Regions from separate parts of the Zea mays genome. Here region 1 is linked to region 2. Evidence: chromatin contacts called from public Hi-C data. All regions are on one chromosome and are shown on one strand. The core of a region is the stretch at or near the end of the contact, and the rest is flanking DNA. Distances in the headings are between cores, read along the strand shown.

Evidence for each region. A called contact is a pair of places that touch in the nucleus more often than the background predicts.
Region 1: a contact with region 2 is called in a Hi-C map of endosperm, with 4 times the contacts expected there. The contact joins the promoter of LOC100304397 here to the promoter of LOC100191614 in region 2. A contact is called at or near these places in 2 of 25 Hi-C or Micro-C datasets (ear and endosperm).

What each region holds. Positions count from the first base shown.
Region 1 is chr4:193,899,965-193,906,373 of Zm-B73-REFERENCE-NAM-5.0, forward strand. LOC100304397 reads left to right here and starts at 2,834. Exons shown (of 1, transcript NM_001165833.1): 1 at 2,834-4,417. The coding sequence starts at 2,911. The coding sequence ends at 3,870. It overlaps TRNAA-AGC (transfer RNA alanine (anticodon AGC)), which reads right to left and starts at 5,140; the gene lies at 5,060-5,140. LOC103654341 (a long non-coding RNA gene) reads right to left here and starts at 898. Exons shown (of 6, transcript XR_002269256.3): 1 at 767-898.
Region 2 is chr4:193,274,221-193,280,892 of Zm-B73-REFERENCE-NAM-5.0, forward strand. It overlaps LOC100191614 (pyruvate kinase), which reads right to left and starts at 1,945. Exons shown (of 16, transcript NM_001137043.1): 1 at 1,788-1,945; 2 at 1,535-1,631; 3 at 1,305-1,402; 4 at 1,044-1,199; 5 at 734-811; 6 at 504-635; 7 at 237-317; 8 at 1-38. The coding sequence starts at 1,856.

The sequences.
Region 1 (6,409 bases), core at 1,584-4,083, 630 kb after region 2:
AAATAGAGACGGTAATGGAAGAGTAATATTAAGCTAAAATATGCAGATTTGAAGCAATATTCCCATGTATAACATAATTCTTACAACTAATGAATGCAATTGTAAATAGGCTTTGGGTGGTATACATATTGAAGACCTATAAAAGGCAATTGGTTGTATCATGTAAAGCGTGAGTAAAGAAATTTTAAGAAGACAATACAATAAGATGAACTAAAATATTCCATGAATACACCCCAAAATAACATATACTGTAGAAAAGGTCCAAAAAAATAAGAAAGGTTAGATTGAAGTCTACATTTGTATGTTGGACCCCTGACCATGCCTTATATTAGCACAGAGCGAATCACCTTTTATTTTAGGGAAATGCAATACCCTAATCTTGTTTGTAAAGGGGGTAAAAAAAATGAAGGAGCATAGATATTAGGTAGCAGTCCAAATGCACGAACGCGTTTGTGGATGCGGGGCGAGCAGTAAAAAGCAAAGGCAGGTCCATTTCAGGGGAAAACACATTTCAGAGAAAAACACATTTAGGGTTTCTAATGTGGCATAATAAAAGAGATCAAAAGGCATCTATGCCTTATAGTGTAGGTAGACTAAAAAAGGGCAGCAAAAACATGCGTGCTTTCAAGTGTACATGGAGACCCCATTGCAAAGATTCAAAACCAAACGCAATGTCTCCATACTGGAAAGCAATCAGAGTTTGGGACCCTTCTACTGAGCAACGAATAGGGTAAAGGAAAGTGAAGCCTGAAAAGGATCTATTTACCTCCAAGAAACGACGGCGGCGGGGGCTGGACGCACGTTGAGGCAGCGGCGGCGTCGCTGTCGGCGCTAGCAGCGTGGTCGTTGTGGTAAGAAGGAGCAAGCAGACCGAGAGCCTTCTAGGCGGTGCCGGCGTGTTTTCCTTTTTTTTTATTGACCAGAGGAAGCTAGAACGGTAGTGGTAGAGCAAGGCACGTGCGCAGGTAAAGCAAAAGAAGCTACCGGCAGCCACGCGTACGACGACGATGCTAAACGGCGTGTAGACGTGCGGCTCAGGTTTTTCAGCTAACGTGGACCGTGCGTACGTGGAGGAAGCCGCATCGGCTTAATAGAAAGAAATACTTGAAATCTTAGACTCCGACACGCTTTGTGCCTGTTTGTTTCGGATTTTCGCAGCTTCTGGCCACCAAAAGCTGCTGCGGACTGCCAAACACTCAGCTTTTCAGCTAGTTTATATAAAATTCGTTTCGGTAAAAAACATTCAAAATCAACATAAACATATAATGAGTTGAGTCGTCGCAACAGTAGTAATCCATCACTTTATAGATCCTAAGCCCTATGGACAACTTTATCTTCCTTCGCATATAATTATAATGATACTTAGATTCTCTGTACAGTTAAATTCTCTCCACAACTAGATTTTCGAAAAAGCTGAACCAAAACAGGCCCTTTATTCATAGAGTTTAGAGTTCGCGTGGAACGAATGAATGACAGAGCCGCACTGCACTGCACGCCCGCGACATCGGAGCAACGGCCTTTAAAGCGTGCGGGACGGCGGAGCGGAACGGACGGTGGGTGTGTCCCCGTCCGTGATCCGACGGCTACCACGGCCTCCGCTAGCCTTAAAGCCGAAGCATCCTCCGGCAGCCCGGCTCCTCCTCGGCCGGCCCAGTCCTGCAAGTTGGGCCGGGCCGGGCCGACCCGGCACGGGCCCATCGTGCTTCGGGCTTAAATCTTTCGTGCCGTGCTAGCACGAATTTCTTTCGGGCCGGGCTAAAACGTGCTCACCTTTTAAAACGTAGGCCCAGCACGGCCCTAAAGCACGACGGGCTTGCATCGGGCCGTGCTGGCCCAGGCCCGGCCCGCAACTTGCAGCACTACGTGGAACCGAAGAGCCGTGGACGGAGAAACCGAGCGTGGCTGCAGCTACGGACGGAGGAACCGAGGAGCCCCTCCCCTGGAATTCACGTCAGCCCACGAAAAGCCTTCTTCCTCCATCGCTATTCCTCCCGTTTGTTTGCCATTCTCTTCTCTGGAGGATTCAACGCACACCATCTATCACATCAACCGAACAGCTGTCGGACGAGGCCCTGGTGGAGGACCTCCTCGCCGTCGCGTGGTCATTCCAGCTTCCAAGAGTTCCGCCGCTCGCAGCGCAAGGAGTCCTTCGGCCTCCAGCGCTGGCTCCAGCTCGTGCTCAGTGATGACGCCTACCGCCGCCTCGCCCTCCGGTCGTGCATTCCACGCTGCTCGCCGGCTCCTCCGCCGCTACCACGACGGCAGCAAGATCTTCCTCCGCTGCTGCTCTGTTCCTGAGCCATACGGCCGTACGTGCTGTGTACGTTCGTTCAGGACACGGTCAAGCCGCCGCCGCCATCCGAAGCCAAGGTAATAAAGAGGGCAGCGGCCACCTAACCCTAAATCGTGCCGGGCTGGCCCGAGCACGGCCCACTATGGCGTGCCGGGCTACTTGGGCCGTCGGGCCGAAAACTGGAGCACGGCCCAGCCCGCGTAACGTGCCGTGCTGGCCCGAGTATTTTTTGGTCGTGCCGGACCGGGCTTCGTGCCATTAATTTCGTGCCGGGCTCGTGCTGGCCCAACAGGCACGGCCCAAACTTACAGGACTACCGGCCCCCCGCTCCGGCAGTTACCAGTCGGCTGTCTCGTGCTCTGTTCTGCTGCGCCTGCGGGGCTTCAGTGCAGCGCGTGCGCCGTGCGGTGCCGCCCGCCAGCCACCCTCGCCGTCGGGTCGCCTTGCCACGTCGCCGCCCGCGCCCCCGGCCCACCACCTGAGGCCGGTCGCCCATCCATAACGCCCGCAGTCCAGTCCCCACCAGGCACCAGCCCACATCTCTTCTCCCACAGAACAGACTCCCACGCCGTCTCCGCCCCCTCCCCTTCACGGCTTTGCGCGCGTAGATCGGAGGAATGGTGAGCGCGTCGAGCCTGCTGCTCCCGTCGTCGGTGCGGGACCTGGCCTCCTGCGTCTCCGACGGCGCCGTCCGCGTCGCCTGCACCACCCCGGCGTCCACGTTCACGGTCTCCTCCTCCTCGCCGTCGCCGCCGTCCACGCTCTCCGTCGCCGTCTCCTACCGCGCCACGCCGCAGGTCGCGTCGTCGCCGCCGCTCCTCCTGCGCCTCACCTGGTCGCACTCCCCGCGCGGGCAGCCGACGCTCTCCTTCGCGGGGCCCACGGCGTCGTCGCCCGCCGTCCTCCTCCGGCGCCGCAGGGGCACCTACTGCCTCCCCTCCTCCTCCTCATCCTCCGCACACGCCCCGCCGCTCGCGATCTTCTGGGACCTCACAGGCGCCAGGTACGACGGGGCGGGCTCGTCGTCCCCGGAGCCGGTCTCCGGGTTCTACGTGGTGGCCGTGGCCAGCGCCGAGGTGGTGCTGGCCGTGGGCGACCTGGCGGCGGGGTTCGTGAAGGCGAAGCTGGAGGGCCAGATCCCGCGGGCGCGCTCCATCCTGGCCGTGTCCCGCGTGGTCGTCGTCGCGGCGGCGGGTCCGGGCGCCGCGGCGCACACGGCGCGGGTGCGGTTCGCGGAGGGCGCGCCGGAGCACGAGGTGGCCGTGGGCTGCTGCCGCGGGCTGGGCGGCCGGCCCGGGGAGGAGGACGAGCTGTGGGTCAGCGTGGACGGCAAGCGCGCCGTGCACGCGCGCCGCCTGCGCTGGAACTTCCGGGGCAACCAGACGGTGTTCGTGGACGGCGCGCCCGTCGACGTGCTCTGGGACCTGCACGGCTGGTGGTTCCGCCGCGACCCGCCGGGCTGCGCCGTCGTGATGCTCCGCACCAGGAGCGCGCTCGAGAGCAGGCTCTGGCTCGAGGAGGAGGCCAGGGCGCCCGGGTTCGCGCTCCTCGTGCAGGCCTTCAGGACGCCGCCTTGATCTTTTTTTTGGCCTTGGTGCTTGGTGGTGGTGGTGGATGCCATGGATAAGTTCGTTTGCACTTTGCAGCCCCCTGATTGTCGATGAAGTTGAGCAGATGCTCTGCTGCCAGTGCCTGCTGCTTCATGTTTTTCCTCTGCCTTTTGACCTGGGGATCTGGTGCCTGGTGTTTAGCAATCCAAATTCGAATCCAACAGGGCAACGGTTTGCGTTGACAATTTAGATGTTTGGGACGACACCATGGATTTCTTCATGTGGTTTATGGTATACAACAAAAAAGAGGAGAGATTGGTTTGTGCTGTTTAGGTCTTGATCAAGCACTAACTGCTTGCTTTCGAGTACACCTAGAGAAATTGATGCTCCGTATCCGACTGTATCTTGTTGCTCTTCACTATTTTGTCTATTGATGGTTGCAGCCTGTCATAATCAAGGGCCATTTTGGTTCCAGCATGTTGTTGTCATTTGATCATGTAATTTCTGCAGGGGGACACAGTGGATGTCCCTGTAATAAATTATGGCCACATGACTGTGTGTGTCTCTGTCATACAAACGCACTTGCTGCCCCCGTCACTCATGCAAGACAAGACAAGACCAGAAAGAAAAGAAAAGAAAAGAAAAAACAAGTCGGAGGAGGAGGACGAGGAGTGCAGGCTACTGCTGCTTCTCTCCTCCTCCCCAGATTCTGCTGCGCGCTTCGTGCTCTGTCTTCTTCCCCGGAGTTGTATCTAGTGCATGCTCCACGCCAAACGTACTGGCCGTAGGAACAAAGAGAGACTGGTGGCGCTGTCACCTGAGCAGCCAGGCAGCCATGTTGCTGCACCAGGAAACTGAAGGCGACGCATCCATCTTCTTGATTTTGGGTCTCTATTCCAGCTCTACAAAGCAGCAGCAGAAGCAGCTAATCTCAGTGGCTGGCCTGGGGTGGCGTGTCTATCTATCGCTGCAAGAATCCATGTCATCGTCGCCCATGACATTTGCACGCGATCGCTCCTGAATTTCGTGGATACTGATGATTTGCCAAGGATACGTACGATATGGCCACCGTCGAATCAGGAAACAACAAAAAAATCGCCATCTATTTAGGATGGTCAGGATTGCGATTGTGGCACGAATCACATGCTGTGATGGCCGCCACACCCACACCATGGACGATTAAAAACCAAAAATAAAAAATGAGATGGATGAACCATGGAGATGCGGGGTATCGATCCCCGTGCCTCTCGCATGCTAAGCGAGCGCTCTACCATCTGAGATTCTGAGCTACATCCCCTTTTCAATAATTGACGTTGTTTTTGCTATACAAATGCGTTCAACCATCGTCCATACTGCTCTACGGGCCGAATTGGTCGATCAAATTAGGTCTCGAGCCGAATTGATCCGGCCTACATCGTTGCGCTGGGCCTCCCTCCCTGGAGTGACGGACGGACCGGACCGGCCGGGCGAGGGCCGACCATGATGCGAGTGCGACGATGCCTGCCTGGCAGCAAACGCAGCAGCAGCCCTGGGCCCTGCCGTGCGTGTGTGAGTGTGTCACTGTGTCGACAGATCAGCCACGTGACGTGGATTCTACTACCAAACACGTAGGGCCTCAGATGGAGCAACCCTAGTTAGGGTTATATAGGCAAATATCTGCTTTGCTCATTAGTGGTCTTACATCTCTATATAAGAAACATGTACACCCCTTTATAATAGAGAGAAGAGAAAGATGTCAGAGACCCAACCCTATATCCTATGTCTCGTGTGTTTTCTCTATCGTGCTTATGAGAAGGGAGACGAGTCCTCTATAGATTCTTGCGTCTCTACTGCTGACGGGAGGGAAGGGAGCGGATCTGGTGATCTGTGGTAATGTAGTTCTCAACACGTTATCAGCACGCTCTACCTCGACGTTGCTGCTGAATCAGATCTGCACCAACTCTCCATCAAGCCGACAGGTCCCTCGGTCTAGCCGGACTGTCCTACGCGACAGCTAAGGTTTCTCCTCTACGTAATTGAACGGTATAATTTTTTTAGATCTAATGTTGGTGGAATCTCGTAATCGCTCCACCATATCCGGTGGGGCTCCACTCGATCTCGCCAGAGCACCAGAGTTTGTGCCCGCCTTGGTGTCGCGACCGCGCGCCAGAGCTGCACCGCTCGCCCGCACATCAGAGATGCTCACGCCGCGCCGAAGGCCATGCGCCTGAGCTGAGGCCCGAGGTCGCGCCAGGAGCCACACCCACGCCAGCAGTCACGCGGCCCTGGCAGTCGTGCCGGTGCAGGCCATGCCGACAGTCGTGCCGTGCTAGCAGTCGCGCCAGGAGCAGTGCCCGCGCCTGCAGTCGCGCCGGGGTCAGGCTGCGCTGGGAGCCGCACCCGCACTGACAGTCGTGCCAGATGAAGACCAGTTCGGTCCTATTCTTATGCGGGTGCACGAGGAGATGAAGACCAATTCAATCCTATTCTTATGGGGCTGCATGAGAACGAGGTGATGGTCGAGCGCCTGTTGCATGCGTGCATGCAAGGAGGACTCATATTCTTGTTGACCGGGCCCTGCCCCTTC
Region 2 (6,672 bases), core at 695-3,194:
TGGCTTAGATCGCCCAATTTTGACAGGAATTCCCGTGCCTGTGTCGCAAGAAGCAAATATTAGCACTGTTGACAACATTCTTCGTAAGTGTTGTACCCCAAACAAACAGTAGATAGTGTATCAAATATAGCAATGACGCATTTTCGTTGTAGTGATAGAGGTACTGCTTAGAAGCACAGCAATCAGAGAGGACAAACAGAATAACTCAAAATACATCCACAATGCAAGTTGTTTACCTGGCGCACATCCTCTGCATGTCTTGTGTAGGACAGAGAAAGGAAGTCAATCTTATTGGGAGTACCCCATTTTCTAATGACCTGAAAGCAACTCATGCATGTAAGTCTTAGGGTGGCTAAAGGACAAGGCTGCAGCTTTACAACAAATCTAGTTCCGCCACCAAATTTTCAGGTTACCAAAGGTGAAATTCTGATAGGAAGGAGACGATTTCAAAGCAACAATTACACAAGGATATATAAATCACAATTTCGAGAGTAGTTCCTTACATCCTTATCCTCATCAGACAGGGTGGGCAAGTCAATGTGAATCTGGGAGCAATGCAGCGTGAACAGTGACCCAGCCAAGGTGGCTGTGTTCTTGATTATACACACCACATCATCTCCTTTCACTTCAGAAACCTACATCAGTACGATAGGAGAGTTCCTTTTTTAAGCAAATGCTGAGAACAAACGAAAACCTACTTTCTAAAGGTACAGCATGCTAGAAGGCCTTTTACCTCCAACCAAACTGAGGTGGTCTCACTGCCAGTGAACAAGTATTGTCCCACGAATATTGTTGCCCCTGGTGTCACCGCCTGCAAGGAACAATTCTTTTTTAAAAAGTTTGTCCACTATGTGATGTGGAAACAAGACTAGACTAATAGAATGGCATCGCAGCGGCATAGTGCATAAAACTAACCCAAAAAAAATCTAAACTTGGTAGTCAGGGCATGATCAACTAGCAGTTGCCGCTGATCTCGTACTCGGTAGAAGTAAATACAGCATCGGATATTAGATCTTAGTAGAACGGCATGGGCACGTGCTAACCTTGGCGAGTCCAGAGAAGTTGATGGGCAGCAAGCTGGAGGAGGCGTCTTGGCCCCGGTGAGGGGTGAGAACGACCGTGCCATTCTCCTCGAGGGAGATCGGGGTCTCGCTCTTGTTCACCACCTGCAGCTCCGGGCCCACGGTGTCGAGCATGACCTGGTACGCAGAGTGGGATGCTTGCAATTGTCAGCTCCGTGGCGCACATTCGTTCGTTCGTTCAGAGCCGAGGCGCCAGACAAGGCGAGAGCAAGGTGAACTTACAGCGCAGAGCTTCTTGGTGGACTTGATGGAGAGCTTGAGGTTCTCCAGCGTCTCCTGGTGGTACGCGGCGTCCCCCCACGAGAAATCGAACCGGGCGACTGCAGTCGGAGGAGGAAAAACCAAACCAACCAGCCAACAAATCAGTTCCAGTGCCAGACTGCAAGCTCCAGACGGCATTGAGAGAGAGAGAGAGAGAGAGAGAGAGAGAGAGACGGAGAGTGAACAGTTACCGGACATGCCGGCCTTGAGGCAGGCGGAGATCGTGTCGACGGAGCGCGACTTGGGGCCGAGAGTGCCGACGATCTTGGTCATCGCCGGGAAGTAGCTCTGATCCAGGCAGGGATCCGCCCGGCACCGAACCGAAAAAAGCAAAAGTTAGTCAGGTCTCAGTCGAGGTAGGGGTTCCGCGACCGATCCCGCACGAATCAGCGACGAAACGAATCTGAACATGACGACGGGCGGGCGGCACGGCGGAAGGCTTACGGGCTTGGAGGGCTCGAGGATGGAGGCCATCCGGATGGGCTCCTCGAGCAGGAGGTTCGTGGAATGCATCCTGACGGTGGCGGCGGCGGCGGCGGCGGCGGCTGTCCTCCCTTCCTTTCCCTCTTCTTCGGCTCCAAGGAAAAGGAGGCAGATGCGAATGGGGGTCCGTTGCTTGACCTCTCTCGGCTCGGCTCGGTTAATAATGGCAGCAAACGAATCTCTTGCTCCGTGCTTCCCCTGCCACCCCCCGCCTATGCTTTTTGGGTTTCCAATTCCAAACTTCCAATGGGCCCTGCTGCGGGAAATGGAGACACGCCGACGCCGATGGGTCCCGGGAACGGCGGCCGCCGCCGGTTTTCTGCTGCCTCCGGCCACATGTTGCTGGGTCCGATCTAGGCCCAGGCCCAGAGCCCAACTAGCTGCGGGACCGCAAAGCAGCCGGGGGACTGGAAGTCTGGAACTGAGCCGGTGTCCCGGATGGGACGGGATGCTTGAGACAGGACACGTCACACGTCCTGCCCATGAATGATACAAGTCGCTTGTTCATCTCCGGGTTCCAAAACATGTTTATGTACTTTTATTGGCTAACAACATCGTCCTAGATCGTCCATTTAGAGCATTTATATCAACAATAAAAATGTGAGAAAGATAAAAAAACTGCTCCCCGTTCTCTTTTTTGGCGTTGTAAGTACCAAGAGAGACGAGAAATAAAGGCGGATGAACCTTTACTAGCCAAAACCCAAAACCCAGCTCATCCATGCCACGTGTAACACAAACTCATGTGGCTGCATCAGCGTTTGGAAGTCCATTGAAAGGGAAGCGTATCCTCGGTTTTGAACGGTTTCCACGGACAGGAAAAACACACGTTCGAAAGCCGGGCACACAATCCCCGTCTCGTGAAACTCTCGCCTCGTCTCGTCCGCTCCCTGTCTCGTCTCGTTCTCCTTGGATCCAATAGTCGCCTTCACGCTTCACCCACCCCGTTGTAGCACCCCAGTCTCGCCTCGCTTCCTCCGGATTGAGCCGTCGCTTCGCCCACTGCGGATATAGCACCCCCGTCTTACCTTGTATCGTCCACTCCCGTCTCCGTGTATCGGCTCGTCCTCCTCCGGATCTGTAACACCCAACTGGTGAATAATAAGAAAAGAGTTAATCTTCTTATATGTATTGCTCTACTCATTAGAACACATGAAAAAAGTGAACAATTCTCTAATAAAACATAAATAATCCATGCATCATGTTGAAGTTTATTTGTTTGTGCATTCAACAACAACAATAACAACAACAATAATAATATATTGATGATGAGGTTGAGATTTAACCTAATATGCAATTTAGAAATTGGAAATAACATAGAAAGGAAAAAAAGGAAAATACTACTGTCAGCGTTTCGACCCCGGGGGTCCCTGGACCGACGAGTAAAATTGTCGCTGCGTGCCCCAGCCCAGATGGATTGGCGCGAGACGGGACACGAAGGGGGGAAAAACCTCGGCTCGTGTTATCGTGCGCCAGAGTGGGTGCGCTTGCAGTAGGGGTTACAAGCGTTCGCGAGGGAGAGAGGGAGTCTCGCGCGACCACCCTCCTGTATGAGGGCCCTGGCCCTTCCTTTTATAGATACAAGGAGAGGGTCCAGGTGTACAATGGGGGTGTAGAAATATGCTAACGTGTCCGGCAGAGAGGATCCAGAGCCCTAGGGCTGGGCACTTTTAAACCGTAAACCGAACACCGAACCGAACCGAGCCGAACCGAACCGAAATTTCGGTTTTTTCGGTTGATCGGTTCGGTGTCGGTTATTGTTTGTGTGCAGATCGGTTTTCAGTGGCAGTGTCGGTTTCCAGCTTGCAAGAACCGAACACCCGAACAACCGAAGGACTACTGCGATTGTGCGGTTGGCTGGTTGTTTTGCTCCAATTTGAAATTATTTGATGAATCAGCCCATGGCCCAACTTGGCCCATCAACCTTCCCACGCACGTCAAGTTAGTGGACAGCACGCATGGGCCACGGTGGTGAGCAGCCAAGCATAGCGCTGGTGGGAATTTAGGATGCTAGGACATTGGTGCACTGAAGTTTGGTGAATTTCAGTATAAACCGAACACCGAACCGGAACACCGAAAACCGAAGACGTCGGTTTTTTGTTTGGCTAAACACCAATCGGTTCTCTGTTTCTCAAAACCGAAGTTTTCTAACACCCGAAAAACCGAACCGAATATACCGAAAAAACCGATTGCCCACCCCTACAGAGCCCTATGTACATGCCAACGTGGCTGTCGGAGAGGTGCTAGAGTCCTGTGTACGCGATGTCGTGGCCGTCGGAGGAGCGTTTGAGCCCTATAGAAGCACAGCTGTCGGGGCTGTCGGGACCTTGCTGACGTCTCCTTGCTTCCGCAAGGGGCTGAGAGCCACCGTCGTCATGGACGCACGCGGGGAGCCATCATTACTTGTTACCGGGGCGAGCCTAGATGGGACGTCGGTCTTGTTCCCCCGTAGCCTGAGCTAGCTAGGGGTAGGGTAATGATGTACCCCCTGCGGCGTGGTCGGTCCGAGCCCAAGGTCGGGCGAGGCGGAGACTCCTCCTGAGGCCGAGGCCGGGGTCGGGCGAGGACGCGATTCCGCCCGAGGTCAAGATTGAGGCCGGGCCCTGGGGTCGGGCAAGGCGGAGACCACCTTCCAAGGTCGAGGTCGAGGCCGAGCCCCGGGGTCGGGCGAGGCGGAGTCCACCTTCCGAGGCCGAGGCGGGGGCCGAGACCTGGGGTCGGGCGAGGCGGAGACTTCTCCTGAGGCCGAGGCCCAAGGTCGGGTGAGGCGGAGCTTCCTGTGGCGCCTAAGGCTGGACTCAGCTGCTGTCAGCCTCACCCTGGCGGGTGGCACAGCGGTCAGAGAGGGGCGAGTGGCGCTGTTTTCCTGTCAGATCAGTCAGTGGGAGGGCGAAGTGACTGCGGTCACTTCGACCTTACCGACTGAGGCACGCGTGTCAGGATAAGGTGTCAGGCGATCCTTGCATTGAATGCGCCTGCGATACGGTCGGTTGGTGAGGTGATTTGGCCAAGGTTGCTTCACAATGAAGCCTGTCCGAGCTGGGCTTCGGGCGATTCGAGGGTGCGCCCGTTGCTGAGGAGGCCCTCGGGCGAGGCGTGAATTCGCCTGGGAATACTGTTCTCGCCCGAGGCCGGGCTCGGGCGAGGCGAGATTGCGTCCCTTGAGTAGACGAAGCCTTAACCTGAATTACGCCCATCAGTCTCTGCAGTTTGTGCTGATGGTGATTACCAGCCGAGTTTAGGAGTGTTGGGGTACCCCTAATTATGGTACCCGACAGTAGCCCCCAAGCCTCAAAGGGAGTGTTGGTACTCGCTTGGAGGCTTTGTTGCACTTTTTTGCAAGGGGACCAACCTTTCTCGGTTATAGTTTGTTCCGGTGGGTGCGCGCGAGCGCACCCTCCGGGTGTAGCCCCCGAGGCCTCGGAGGAGTGGTTTGACTCCTCCGAGGTCTTAATGCTTTTCGTGATGCCTTGGCCGGTCTGGTTGTTCCCTCATGCGATCTGATCGTAGTCCGGGTGCATGGTCAGGTTCTGAGTTTTCAGGCTGGTCTGTTGACGCTGTCAACGGTTTGGCCGAAGCCGGGTTTGCGAGAGCAGCCCCCGAGCCTCTGCACAGAGCAAGAGGACGATCAAGGACTGACTCGGCTTTTATCATACGCCCCTTCGTCGCCTTTCTGCAAGGAGGAGGGGGGGAATCGCCATGTTGCCCTCGGAGGGTGTCGAACATGGTGTCTCCGGTGAGTTGCTAACGGGTGATCCGAGTGGACGCCCGTGCCCCGTTCGATAAGGGTCGGCTAGTGGCCCAGAGGCGCGCTCCAAAAGTACCTGCAGGTGATTTGCCGGACCGGTCCCGTTCGATAGGGTCCGAGGGCTCGATGCCTCCCTCTGATGGGACTCCGTTACAAAATCGCTCCTGCTGGTCTCGGAAATGTACTAGGGTACCTCGGGAGCGTAGCCCGAGCCTCGGCCATGTATCGGACGTACCCAGAGTCATCCCTCGCTCTGCGTGCTCTGGGGCGGCTGTCGAACCCTTCGAGGGGCCAGCCTTCGAACCCCTGATCAGTAGTGGGCGCGGAGCCCGAGTGCTCTGAGGCGGCTGTTGAACCCTTCCGAGGGGCCAGCCTTTGAACCTCTGATCAGTAATGAGCCTGAAGCCCGAGTACTCTGGGGCGGCTGTCGAACCCTTCCGAGGGGCCAGCCTTCGAACCCCTGATCAGTAGGAGGGCTCAGGGCCCACTTCCTTCGCGGAGAAGGATCCCTTTTGAAATATCCCTTTTTCCGGTCCCTGTAGCAAGAGAGAGAAAGGGGAAGAAGAAAAGGATATGAATTTAAACGATGTGGCACACCTTTTTTGACGCTGTCATCATGGCGGAGGTGAAACATCGCCCGCTTCGCCTGCCAAAGGTGTCGCTTGCCCTGCCGTGAAGTTAATGCGACGAGACGGGTGGCTCGCGGGGCGGTCATTGTGCGAGTCGTTCGAGGGACGGAACACGGGTGCGTCGTCTTCACGCCGTGGGAGAGGGCTCCCCTGCTGCTCCAGGAGGGGACGTGAGCCTGCAGACGATTTGACTACTGCTTCCGCTCGCCTGCTGTCGCCATTACTGCCAGTCCACTTTTGGCCATATCGACCGTCGCGCCCCCTCCCGCGGCTGACTGACCCGTGACTGATGTGCTCGGTTGGCACTGTTGGGCCATGCGCAGGGTTGCCTCGAGTCGCGGCACCGGTTCCGCAGTCGAGAAGGCACGACATTGGCGCAAGTGGCGGTGCAGTTTTTTGCACGTAGTAACCGGCACGCCGGTTTCATGACGTGTGGGCCTGGGCCTCCATGCTGGATGCGTCGAAGTCGAAG